Regions from separate parts of the Mus musculus genome. Here all the other regions are linked to region 2. Evidence: chromatin contacts called from public Hi-C and HiChIP or PLAC-seq data. All regions are on one chromosome and are shown on one strand. Each heading gives the region's core, a stretch centred on a gene start, on an enhancer-like site or on the middle of the called end of the contact. The rest is flanking DNA. Distances are from core to core; before and after follow the strand shown. Region 1 overlaps Tnrc6c (trinucleotide repeat containing 6C). Region 2 overlaps Gm34418 (a long non-coding RNA gene). Region 3 has its middle 17 kb from the start of Gm39478.

Region 1 (2,952 bases), core at 323-2,822, 210 kb before region 2:
AGAGAGCTCTGAAGTCACAACTTACTGTAAATCTTATTACAGTACTACAGTAACTGAATTTTGCCCAACTATGGCCTGTGGAAGACTGAGGACTGACCCTTCCCCAAAAGAGCCTTCAGGAAAAAACCCAACCCTGCCCTGACTGTAGCTCCCTAATACTCAGAGGGTATGAACCACTAGATAGGTAGGTACTGCTGCAAGCCACCAGGCTCACAAACCTGTTACTCATAAAACATACAGTGAGTTAGGACTTCTGAGGCTGACCAGAGAGAGAGAGAGAGAGAGCACCCACTACAGACTCTCTTGCTGACTTACAATGACACTAGACAAAGTGTAATAAAATACAGAATATAAGCAGGAGTAAGCACAATTATGAGGACTTTCGAAAGAGCAGCTGAGAGTTAGGAATTCAACCTGTGTGAAGGCGGCTTTCTCATCTCTATCTTTTCTCAAGTTTTGACCGGGGTCTACGTCGCCCTCAGAGCTGTGTTGTAGTAAAGATGGCCCAGGCAGCTAAAGTGGACAGAAACCAGTTTTCTCAGTAGAAGGGGGGATCCCAGGAGCTAGCTGGGATGGTGTGATGCCTGGGGGCTGGGGGGTGGTGTTCATCCAAGAAAGGAATTCTCCCAGCTCTGGTAGCAACTGTCACAGGGTGGGCTTACCTCTGGTTCAACTGCACAGCAGTGCAAGGTCAACACCCTCCAAGGGTCACACCCACTCCCCGAGCCAAGCCAGGCAGCCCCAGCTAGACCAGAGCCCAGGAGTGCAGGGCTCAACCTAGAGCCTGTGCCCACAGAATGGAATGGTCTAGAAACAACTGTGACTTTTACTTTGGAACATGAAGAAGAGTCAGAGATTTGAACAGTGGTCTCCAGCTTTCCAAAGAAAGCCTGTCTTACTGCCACCTGGTTTAAGAGGGCTTCAGATTCAAGATTCACTTGTTAAGAGTTACTACTAAGGCAAGACAGATCCCAGCAGCAATTCTCAGTTTATCTGACTTTAGAAACAATGCCCCCTACTGCCTTCCTAAGACACACATCTTTCTGAGGCTTGTCTCCTGTCATCTGTTGTGTAGCTTTTGTTTGTTTCTCTGTATAGCCCTGGCTGCCCTGGAAATCACTTTGTAGACCAGGCTGGCCTCAGAAATCTGCCTTTCATTTTTGCAGGCTTTCCTCTGTAAACTATGGTGATCACCTACACACACCACACCCTTTCCTTCCGAACTGGGAACTGCACCTCTATTTCCCTCACAGAGCCCCTTCAATTCAAAGTCTCTGAAGCACAGTAGCTTCAGTGAAGCATTCTGGGTGTGGCTAATCCACAGGCAGCGCGTTACCTGGACGACAGTGCTTGGGCTCAGGGATGGCTTGACACACGAATATCTAGAACTAGCGGCTAGAAGCTGTGCTCTCAGCCAGAGATCCCAAAATGAAGGCAACTTAGAGAAAAAGAAACCAAGAAACACAAGGCTGAACTCCACCTGTAGGGGCGTGGCCTAAGTCCAGAACGCAGACTTGAGCCTAGTGCACAAGCCTGCCCTCTAAGGGAGAGAGAAAAGCTTGAGCTACATCAGGCTGTTAGGATGGAAGGGAGGCAGCAGCCGGCAGGGAACACACCTGCATTGCAGGATGTCTGTCCCCTGTCCACCAGGGGTAGCTGCACAGGACTTCTGGGTTGCTGCTGGTTTCTAGTCTGGGCAACCTCTATCTAACCAAAGTCAGTTTTTGTTCTTCCCTAAATTGTTATTTTCTATCACATGTAACTTAAGAATCCTAAAGAAAACCAATGTTAGCAACAGCCCCAAGGTGGGAGTCACAGAGAGCCCTGTCTCTGCCTCCTGAGTGATTAAATTTGTATAGCACAACACCTAGTAATACAAAGGAAACCCCAACTAATTTTTGAGAGTCAGTACTCTGCTGGCTCATCTTGCTGTGTATGCTACAGTGTTCAGTTACTAACAATGACAGAATCTCACTGCTCGCTGGGAAATCTGACAACATGCACTATATACCCATGACCAGCACTTCCTGCTGCTGAGGTAGGAACTGGCTGGTTATTCATTTACTACCTATAATGCCAACTTCTGCCTCCTGCCTGCTTTGTGCAAATGGATCTGTGACGTTTAACTACTTTCCCTCACCAGCTGGCATGAGGTCCAACTTCTCTGGCAGAGGGAGCTGGAGAGAAGCGGAGAGGAAAGTTTATACCTCCCAACTGGTGCTCCAAGGCAGGCTCCTGTTAAGCACACATGTGGGACTCCCAGGAACTGCTTTCATGGTGGACTGTAACTTTCTGGCAGGTTGGGTCCACATGGCAGACACCTCATTGACTTTTTTTGCCATGTCCTTCCCAGTGATGTGGCCTCTTACAGGGAGCTCATCTTCCTACTCTAACCCTTGCTACACTGACTCTTCAGGCTTCTTTTCCTTGTTCACATGACTACATGTTTGTTTTCTCTTGACTGATAGAGAAACCTTCAAATGACAGCTTATTTCAAAGCCTGCCAATGAACTGGAAAGTTTAAAAATACTATTACACCAATAAACAAATTCACAGATGTGTTTAAATGATGAATGAATTAAGTCAGTATATAAAACGATAAAACTGAATTACAGATGTGTTTAAATGATGAATGAAGTCAGAGTATATAAAACTACAAACTGAATTTAGCTATCACCACAGAACAAAAACTGACTTTGGTTAGATAGAGGTTGCCCAGACTAGAAACCAGCAGGCAGAGAGAGGAGAGCAGCTCTGTAGAATCGGTATCATTTCTAGAACTCCTGACATGTTGGCTGCCTCGGGAAAGGCTCTCCCTTCACCATTGTGAAAGAAAAAGGACAAAGCCCAGCGCCACAGCCTCAGGCCAGTCACTGAAGTGATGAAGCAAGCCTGCGGCAAGCCATCAACATGGTGTCTCCAGGGGACATGTCTATTCAAAGCCCCTGCAAC
Region 2 (3,219 bases), core at 589-3,088:
CCAGCTCCTGATCTCTGGTTTTCAGCTGGAGGGTTTTGACTGTTCCTGTTTAATGGGCTGTCTCTGGGGTGGGGCTCATGTCCGACATCTTGCCTTGTCCTTGCTGTTTATCCCACCTGCTCTGTCCCTCCCTCCTCTCTGCCTTGTGTATTTCTTAGGATTCCATTTGTTGCTGTGTCAAGGATTAATCATGTATCCCAGGCTGGCCTTGAACTTGATTGTAGCCGAGGATAGCAGCCTATAACTTCTGCTCCTCCTGCCTCTATTTTCCAGTGCTGGGAATATAGACCTGTGCTGCCATAATTACTTTATGCCCAGTTCATGTGGTGCTGGGGGTTGAGCCCGCTTAGACTCTCTTGGACCCCAGTTTATCCTCTCATGAAGGAATAGCAGTGTGTGCTCGCCCAGCTCCGCAAGCCATGTGTTGTGGTTCCCTCTGTCTTATGTTAGGCAGTGTGCTGCATTTGCACTGTGCGGTTGGTTGTTACCAGTTCATTGTTAGTCTCTGCTCCCCAAAGTCCAAACAAGTGAGGCTCAGCCACCTGCCCCAATACATCCAACCCAGAGCCAAGCAGCGCCACCCTGGGGAAGCAGGTAAAAAACTTTCCATGACTCCAGATCCATCCAAGAGATGACTGCTTCTATGCTGGGGGTGGGGGGTGGGGGGTGGGGGGGTGGGGGGGTGGGGGGGTGGGGAAGGGGGTAGCCTCAGCTCCCACGGTTCTTAGTGACTATCATGGGTCAGCTGTCCTGTGGGGCTTCCTGTTGTCTGGGGCAGGTGTGGTCTCTTGTTGTAAAGATGTTTATTGGATGATCCGGATGTTTCAAGGAACCGCTGCACCTTGGAAGGAGAGAAGAGCCATGAAAGAGCAGAGCGACTCAGAGAGCAAGGAGATGGCGTCAGGCCAGCCACTGGCCTCAGGCAGCAACAGGGCCAAGCTCTACGGGGCTATGGGTCGGAGGGAGGCAGGAGCTCACCTCCAGCACCCACAGAGCCTTGGCAGCAGGAGAGAAGTTAGCTTGAGAAACGCACGGAATGGATGAAGAGAAGAAAGCTCGGTCCACTTAAGTGCATCGAACATAAATCGGAGGCTGGTTTCCAGCCCTCCATAGAGCTGGCCTGGGTCCCCCTCTTTGTGCCGCACTCACAGCCCTGAGCTGTAGTCTGCTCATCTTTAAGCCCAACAATCCCCGTGCTATCTCCCCAGCTTTTCAACCGCTGCAGCTCACGGCCCTGAACACATTTTGTGAAGGGCTAGAGCTGGACATATGCGAACAATTAAACTCCTCTAGATCCTCCACCCAGGAGCCAGGCCCTGAGACATGAAGTCATGCTTCTATTTTTCTCTCTTTCCTTGTGGAGAGGAGATTTGGGAAGGGTGGAGGGACCTGGCAAGAGGGAGAGCAAAGATGGCCGGAGCAGGAGAGCTGCCGGCTGGAGATTTGTTCTGGAAGCTGCAGATGGTTCCAGAAGGCGCTGGTTGCCCCCAAGGGTTCCCTCCTCTGGCCGCCACTGCTTTCCCTGATTCTTCCCATTGTTCTGAAGCCAGATGCAAGGACTCCTGTTCCAGGATACTGCCTCCCTCCCCCTCACAAGTTAGAAAGAAGCCTTGGGTGAGGGGCGCTGAGGGATTGCAGGCGGGGGAAGGGCTGCCCCTCTGCCAGGCACGCTGCGCTGCGGAATCACTGTTTTCTTTTCTTTCTTTTTTTTTTTTGAAGTCAAAACCACTCATGAGGCTTCCCCCTCCCCTACCCAGAGCCCCTCCATTATCCCTAGGCCATTTGGTGGTGGTTGCCATGGAGACCACAAGCAAAATGGCATGCAAATCAACACAGCAAGAACAACAGCAGAAGATGGGCCCAGGGAGTGAGGGCAGCTGGAAATGCCTCTACCCACAGCACCCCTAGAATAAAAGGCTCTGGATCCCTCAGGGTTTGAGGAGGTTCCCCATCAGCCATAGGACGGACGGAGGCTGAGTGGGTGTCCTGAGAGGATAACCAAGGAAAACTCAAAAAGCGATCTGCCTACTTCCTGGCCCAGTCTTTAGCATTAGCCATCAAATAGGGAGGGGCTCTAGGTCTGGCTTGGGGCCAGAAGGATGCTCAGGGCAGAGGCTTTCCTGGCCAGAAGATACCTGGCTCACAGCCATCCAGGGATGAACATGGCAGATCAGCCATCCCAAAGCCAGGTCCCTCGGGCTTGGCACAGGCGCTTTCTCTCCACCCATTTGGAAACCATCTCTGTTCAGACTCCTGGGGCCTCAAAGAGGCAAGGCAGCAGCTCAATTTTTTAAGAAGAAAAAAACCACAGCTCCCAAGAATCTAAATCTGTGAACTTGGGGCCTCTTGATTGAAATGAGAGTTGACTACGGAACTGGGGGTTTGGATGCCCTTTTCTGTATCCTAGAGGTTTCCCCACTGAGGTTGATCAAAGGCCCAGGAAATGGCCTGCGATAGGCTAGCGATCATGGTGCCGCCTCATGTTCCTGCTCAGAGGCAGTGGGGAGAGAGGGAAATGTTCTGCACGTGGCCTGGCTCCCTGGGTTAGGAGTGATGTGGAGGCTTCTTGGAGCAGTATCCCCAAAGCAGCAGTCAGTTCACACCAGGACCTCTCCCTGAGCTCCATCTCAGCTGCATGGTTTTCTGAGCACACACAGCCTGCAGAAGTGATAGGCTCAGGGCTGGGAAGGACCTGCCCCATTACTTCTGTAACTTTCTTCACCCAGAGCTCAACAGCCCACTGTGTTTTGAAGTGGAAACTTAAGGGTTCTTTGAAAAGTCAGTTGTGTTGGATGGTGTCTTGCTGGGGCAAACACACAAAGGAACATTTCGCCGAAGCAAACACAGGTGAAAGGATGTTCTGCTAAAGGAAGCATGTGAAAGGACACGTGATGAAGGATTCTTCACTTACGACATGCATGTATTGGTCCGTCTTACAGTGCATAGTTGAGCTCCATTTGTCAGGGCTCCATAGAGAGAAATGCACCAAAAAAACCTTCTAGTGGTGTGCTATGGCTTCTTGCTGCTTTCCGGGACACGGGCAGAGCGATGTCAACTGAGACAGACACACGGGCTGAGGCAAGACACTTGGTGAAGCAAGACCCGTGGAGGACACGTGAAGTTTGAGGGAATTATAAATAGGACTTGGTGGACAGTGATGGGAGCTGGCTGGGCTTGGCTTGGCTGGGCTGAGCTGAGCTTCAGGCTTGCTTAAAGAGC
Region 3 (3,308 bases), core at 219-2,718, 230 kb after region 2:
CACACTGGACACACTGGACCATAGGGTATAGTCAGGCAGATTGGCCAAAGCCTTCAGCTCTTTGGATTCTTGGGGAAGCCCAGAGTCAGTCACTCGGTGTTTTACTGAGCAACTACAAAGGGCAAAGCATGACCAGTTATGCAGATTACTAACTCGGAAACCACCTTGAGGCCTGGGGATGCAACTCAGTTGGTAGAGGGCTTGCCTAACATACATGGAACTCTGGGCTCAACCCTCAGAATTGCATAAACTGGATATGACGGCGCATACCTCTAACCCCAGCACCCGGGAGGAGGCAGGAGGATCAGAAGTTTAGTGTCATCCTTAGCTACATGGGAGGTCAAGGCCATCCTGGCCTATGTGAGACTAAGAGAGGGCGAAGGGGGTGGGGAGAGCGGAGGAAAGGAAAAGAGCGAGGAAGGGAGGTAGATAAGCAGATAAAGTTGGTTGGTCTTAAGACGAGCACGGTGCCTTATCTCTGTAATCCCGGCGTGCAAGGGCAGGAGAGCTGTCAAGACTTCTAGTCCAGCCTGTACTTACAGAAACCTTGTCTCAAGACAATTTTAATTACATTAAGTTAAGCCACAAAACACCATCTTGATCCCGTCCTGTCCTTGTATCACGGTAAGAACCCAGTGTTTGGAGGTCAGATCAGGGAGGGAACCGTGGTCACTGTTAGCTTGTGCAGCCAGCACGTGGTTCCAGATCTTCAAACACCACCTCCCTTTAGCCCAGTGCCCACGTTCAGTGAGATGCCACTGGAAGGGCACAGTCGGGGTTGAGAAGGTCGGTGGCACAAAGGGTCAGGATCAACGTCCCTGATGACTGTGTAACAAGCAGACACTGGCCCTTTGCTGCAGCAGACGTGACCCATCATCAATGGTTTGTCCACCCGTGGTGAGGGGCATAGAAAAGGCAGCCAGAGCCAGTAAGCCCTTCGCCTGCTCTTCCTAAGACATCCAGGGAGGAGAAACGGCCTGCACAAGGGTCACTTCCTTCCCTGACAGCTACAGAGAGGTGCACCTCCCAAGCTAGCGCATAGGCCATGAACAGCATGGTGTGACAGCAGCCAGGCTGGAGAGGCTGGGCGTGAACCCAACCTCCACATACGGGATCATTCAGCTGGAAAGGGGCCGCGAGCCCAGCAGAAGCTTCGGAGAAGCTAACTTTTTAGATGCTGAGCCCAAAACAAAGGGCTGAGGTTACTAGAACCTTCTTTGATGCCTCAGCTTCACACCAGACAGAAGATAGCAACTGTGCCATGAGAGAAAAAAATGACTGGCAGGCCTTAAGACAAGTCCTTTGGCCCCTTAGGGGGCCTTTGTTTTCTCTTCTATAAAATCAGATGGACACTATCTCCTTCAAAGGTTCATTATGAAAGGAAGCTCTGTTAATATCTGTTAAGCACTGAGAACAGTATCGGCCCAGGGCTCGGGAGACCTCAGCCTGAACAGCTCCGTCTCCAGGCTCATGACTGCGTGCACGTGCGTATGTGCACGCCTAAGTCACACGCATATCTGTGCTCTTACGCACATTAAACCATCTGCTCACACTTTCCCAGAAACTGTCAGGTATTTAATTTCCAAAGCTGGCCTCAGACTGAATGGAGCTGAGGTTCTGTCTCCATGGAAACCAGGACAGCACACTTCCTGTCACCCATGCAGTTGAAAGGAAAAGGCAGGAGCGATAGATAACAGGACAGAGCCTGATTCAGGACCTGGCAGGGAGCACTCACTGCATGCAGACCTCCCAATACAGGGGCACTAGGTGACTCAACACTAGGACCTGATGACCCGTGAGGGGCCTGGCAGTGAGCCCCACTGCATATGGAGCCTTCAGTTCACGGACACTTGGTAATTCAAACTCTTCTAAGCTAGGAGGCTCATTGTATCAGCAGCTGCTCTAAGGTCCCATCTTCTCAGCCATCCACAGCAGCCACATCGCCCTTCCTTGCAACTCCAAGACACCAGCAACTCACTACTTCATGAGACATGCTAGTCATTGATGGTAAGTGAAAATGGAGAGAAAAATCACGGTTTTCACACTTTCCAGAACATTCCAAGTTTCTAGGGTTGCTTTGGTATTTGGGGGAGCTCAAAGGCTCACCCTCTACCTGACAGTCCTCCAAGCCTGTGGCTATAGTGACTATAACGCTTCATTTCCTTCAGCATCCCATGACCCTGACAGACACTCTCCCAAGCTCTGTGGCCACAGTGGGTCCTTCCTGGGCCCCAATCAACCCAACACATCCTCTCTTAGGACTGAGCCTCTATAAAAGGTCAGACTGTGACCCCGTACCACAAGTTCAGGTTTGAGCCCCTGGTACCTGTGGCTGTGAGCTCATTTGGAAGTAGGATATCTGTGGCTAGCATGGAGTTAAAATGAGGGTGTGCTAGACTGGGAGGGCCTGACCCAACAACCAGAGAAGGCAGAGGGTAACTTAGACACAGACACACAAACATACTTGGCCACATACAGATACATATATGCTCCACATAGACACAGAGAGAGAAAGAGACAGAGACAGACAGACAGACAGACAGACAGACAGACAGACAGATGGAGAAAGCCAGATGAAACAGAACAGAAACAGGAGTAATACAGCCACAGTCAAGAAATGCCAAGAATTCCTGGCCACTACCCCAAGGTGCATCCCTCAGGTCCTCCCAGAGCAGCCAGCTCTGCCTACACCTTCCTTTCAGGCTCTGTCCTCAGAACGTTCACAGGATGATCCTGATGTCTTAATCAGCTGCTCCGTATCCCACTATCTGGCAGTCCCCACACAAACCCTGCCTTCCCAGTTTTATCTCACGGTTAAAGTCACATGCTGTCCACCCCAGCACTGGTCAGGAAAAATTAGTGGATCTTTCCCACGTCACAACTAGAGCAGCTGGCCACTGGCACATGTGGGGCCCCACATGACCACCCCAGATCCACTGGGCCGTTCAGCTCCTTTCCCTGAACCTCATAGCATCTTGGGGAGCCAGGGTCAGTGAGAATCTATGGGCTTTTGTTTTCAGTTCTGTTATTATCTGAGACAACATCTCGTCTACAGTCAGCAATCCTCCTGCCTCAGCTTCCTAGGCTGGGGTTACAATATGCTTAGCTCAGAAGTTGTGCTTCAGCTAATAGGTTCCCTAAGGTTCCTGGTCAGCTGGGAGGGCGGCTATCCTGCAGCAGACCAACCCTTCCTGATGTGGAACTTTCTAGGCTCTGGTCTTGGCTGAGACTCCAGGGGCAGGGCTGAAGGCCATCTCTGAGGTCAGCCTTCTCCCTGCCCAAAGCTCACGTAGAAGAAGGCACACTGG

What was found. A called contact is a pair of places that touch in the nucleus more often than the background predicts. HiChIP or PLAC-seq counts read pairs in DNA pulled down with a chosen protein or histone mark.
Region 1: a contact with region 2 is called in an H3K27ac HiChIP or PLAC-seq map of embryonic stem cells, with 11 read pairs. The contact joins two enhancer-like sites. A contact is called at or near these places in 9 of 39 promoter capture datasets (the C10 cell line, cranial neural crest, embryonic stem cells and 6 more), 1 of 484 Hi-C or Micro-C datasets (embryonic stem cells), 11 of 115 datasets of contacts at active chromatin or transcription factors (craniofacial prominence, embryonic basal ganglia, embryonic forebrain and 5 more) and 2 of 9 other capture datasets (adipose tissue and pancreatic islet).
Region 3: a contact with region 2 is called in a Hi-C map of cortical neurons, with 2.7 times the contacts expected there. The contact joins two enhancer-like sites. A contact is called at or near these places in 2 of 39 promoter capture datasets (hippocampal neurons and stem cell-derived epiblast-like cells), 2 of 484 Hi-C or Micro-C datasets (cortical neurons and embryonic stem cells), 1 of 115 datasets of contacts at active chromatin or transcription factors (pancreatic cancer cells) and 2 of 9 other capture datasets (adipose tissue and pancreatic islet).

The regions. Positions count from the first base shown.
Region 1 is chr11:117,684,776-117,687,727 of GRCm38.p6, reverse strand. All of the region lies in intron 1 of Tnrc6c (trinucleotide repeat containing 6C), which reads right to left. Among named protein-coding and RNA genes, the nearest start is that of Tnrc6c, 32 kb to the right of the region's middle. Within about 2 kb of position 1,572, at least 122 of the 459 cell types and tissues checked have an H3K27ac peak or open chromatin away from gene starts, as enhancers often do. A contact at or near this core is called in embryonic stem cells and stem cell-derived epiblast-like cells, where this site is marked.
Region 2 is chr11:117,477,675-117,480,893 of GRCm38.p6, reverse strand. It overlaps Gm34418 (a long non-coding RNA gene), which reads left to right. Exons shown (of 2, transcript XR_389180.4): 2 at 830-1,322. Among named protein-coding and RNA genes, the nearest start is that of Gm34418, 3.8 kb to the left of the region's middle. Within about 2 kb of position 1,838, at least 108 of the 459 cell types and tissues checked have an H3K27ac peak or open chromatin away from gene starts, as enhancers often do. A contact at or near this core is called in cortical neurons, embryonic stem cells, hippocampal neurons and 1 more, where this site is marked.
Region 3 is chr11:117,247,266-117,250,573 of GRCm38.p6, reverse strand. It overlaps a transcript of Septin9 not described here. Among named protein-coding and RNA genes, the nearest start is that of Gm39478, 17 kb to the left of the region's middle. Within about 2 kb of position 1,468, at least 81 of the 459 cell types and tissues checked have an H3K27ac peak or open chromatin away from gene starts, as enhancers often do. A contact at or near this core is called in cortical neurons and hippocampal neurons, where this site is marked.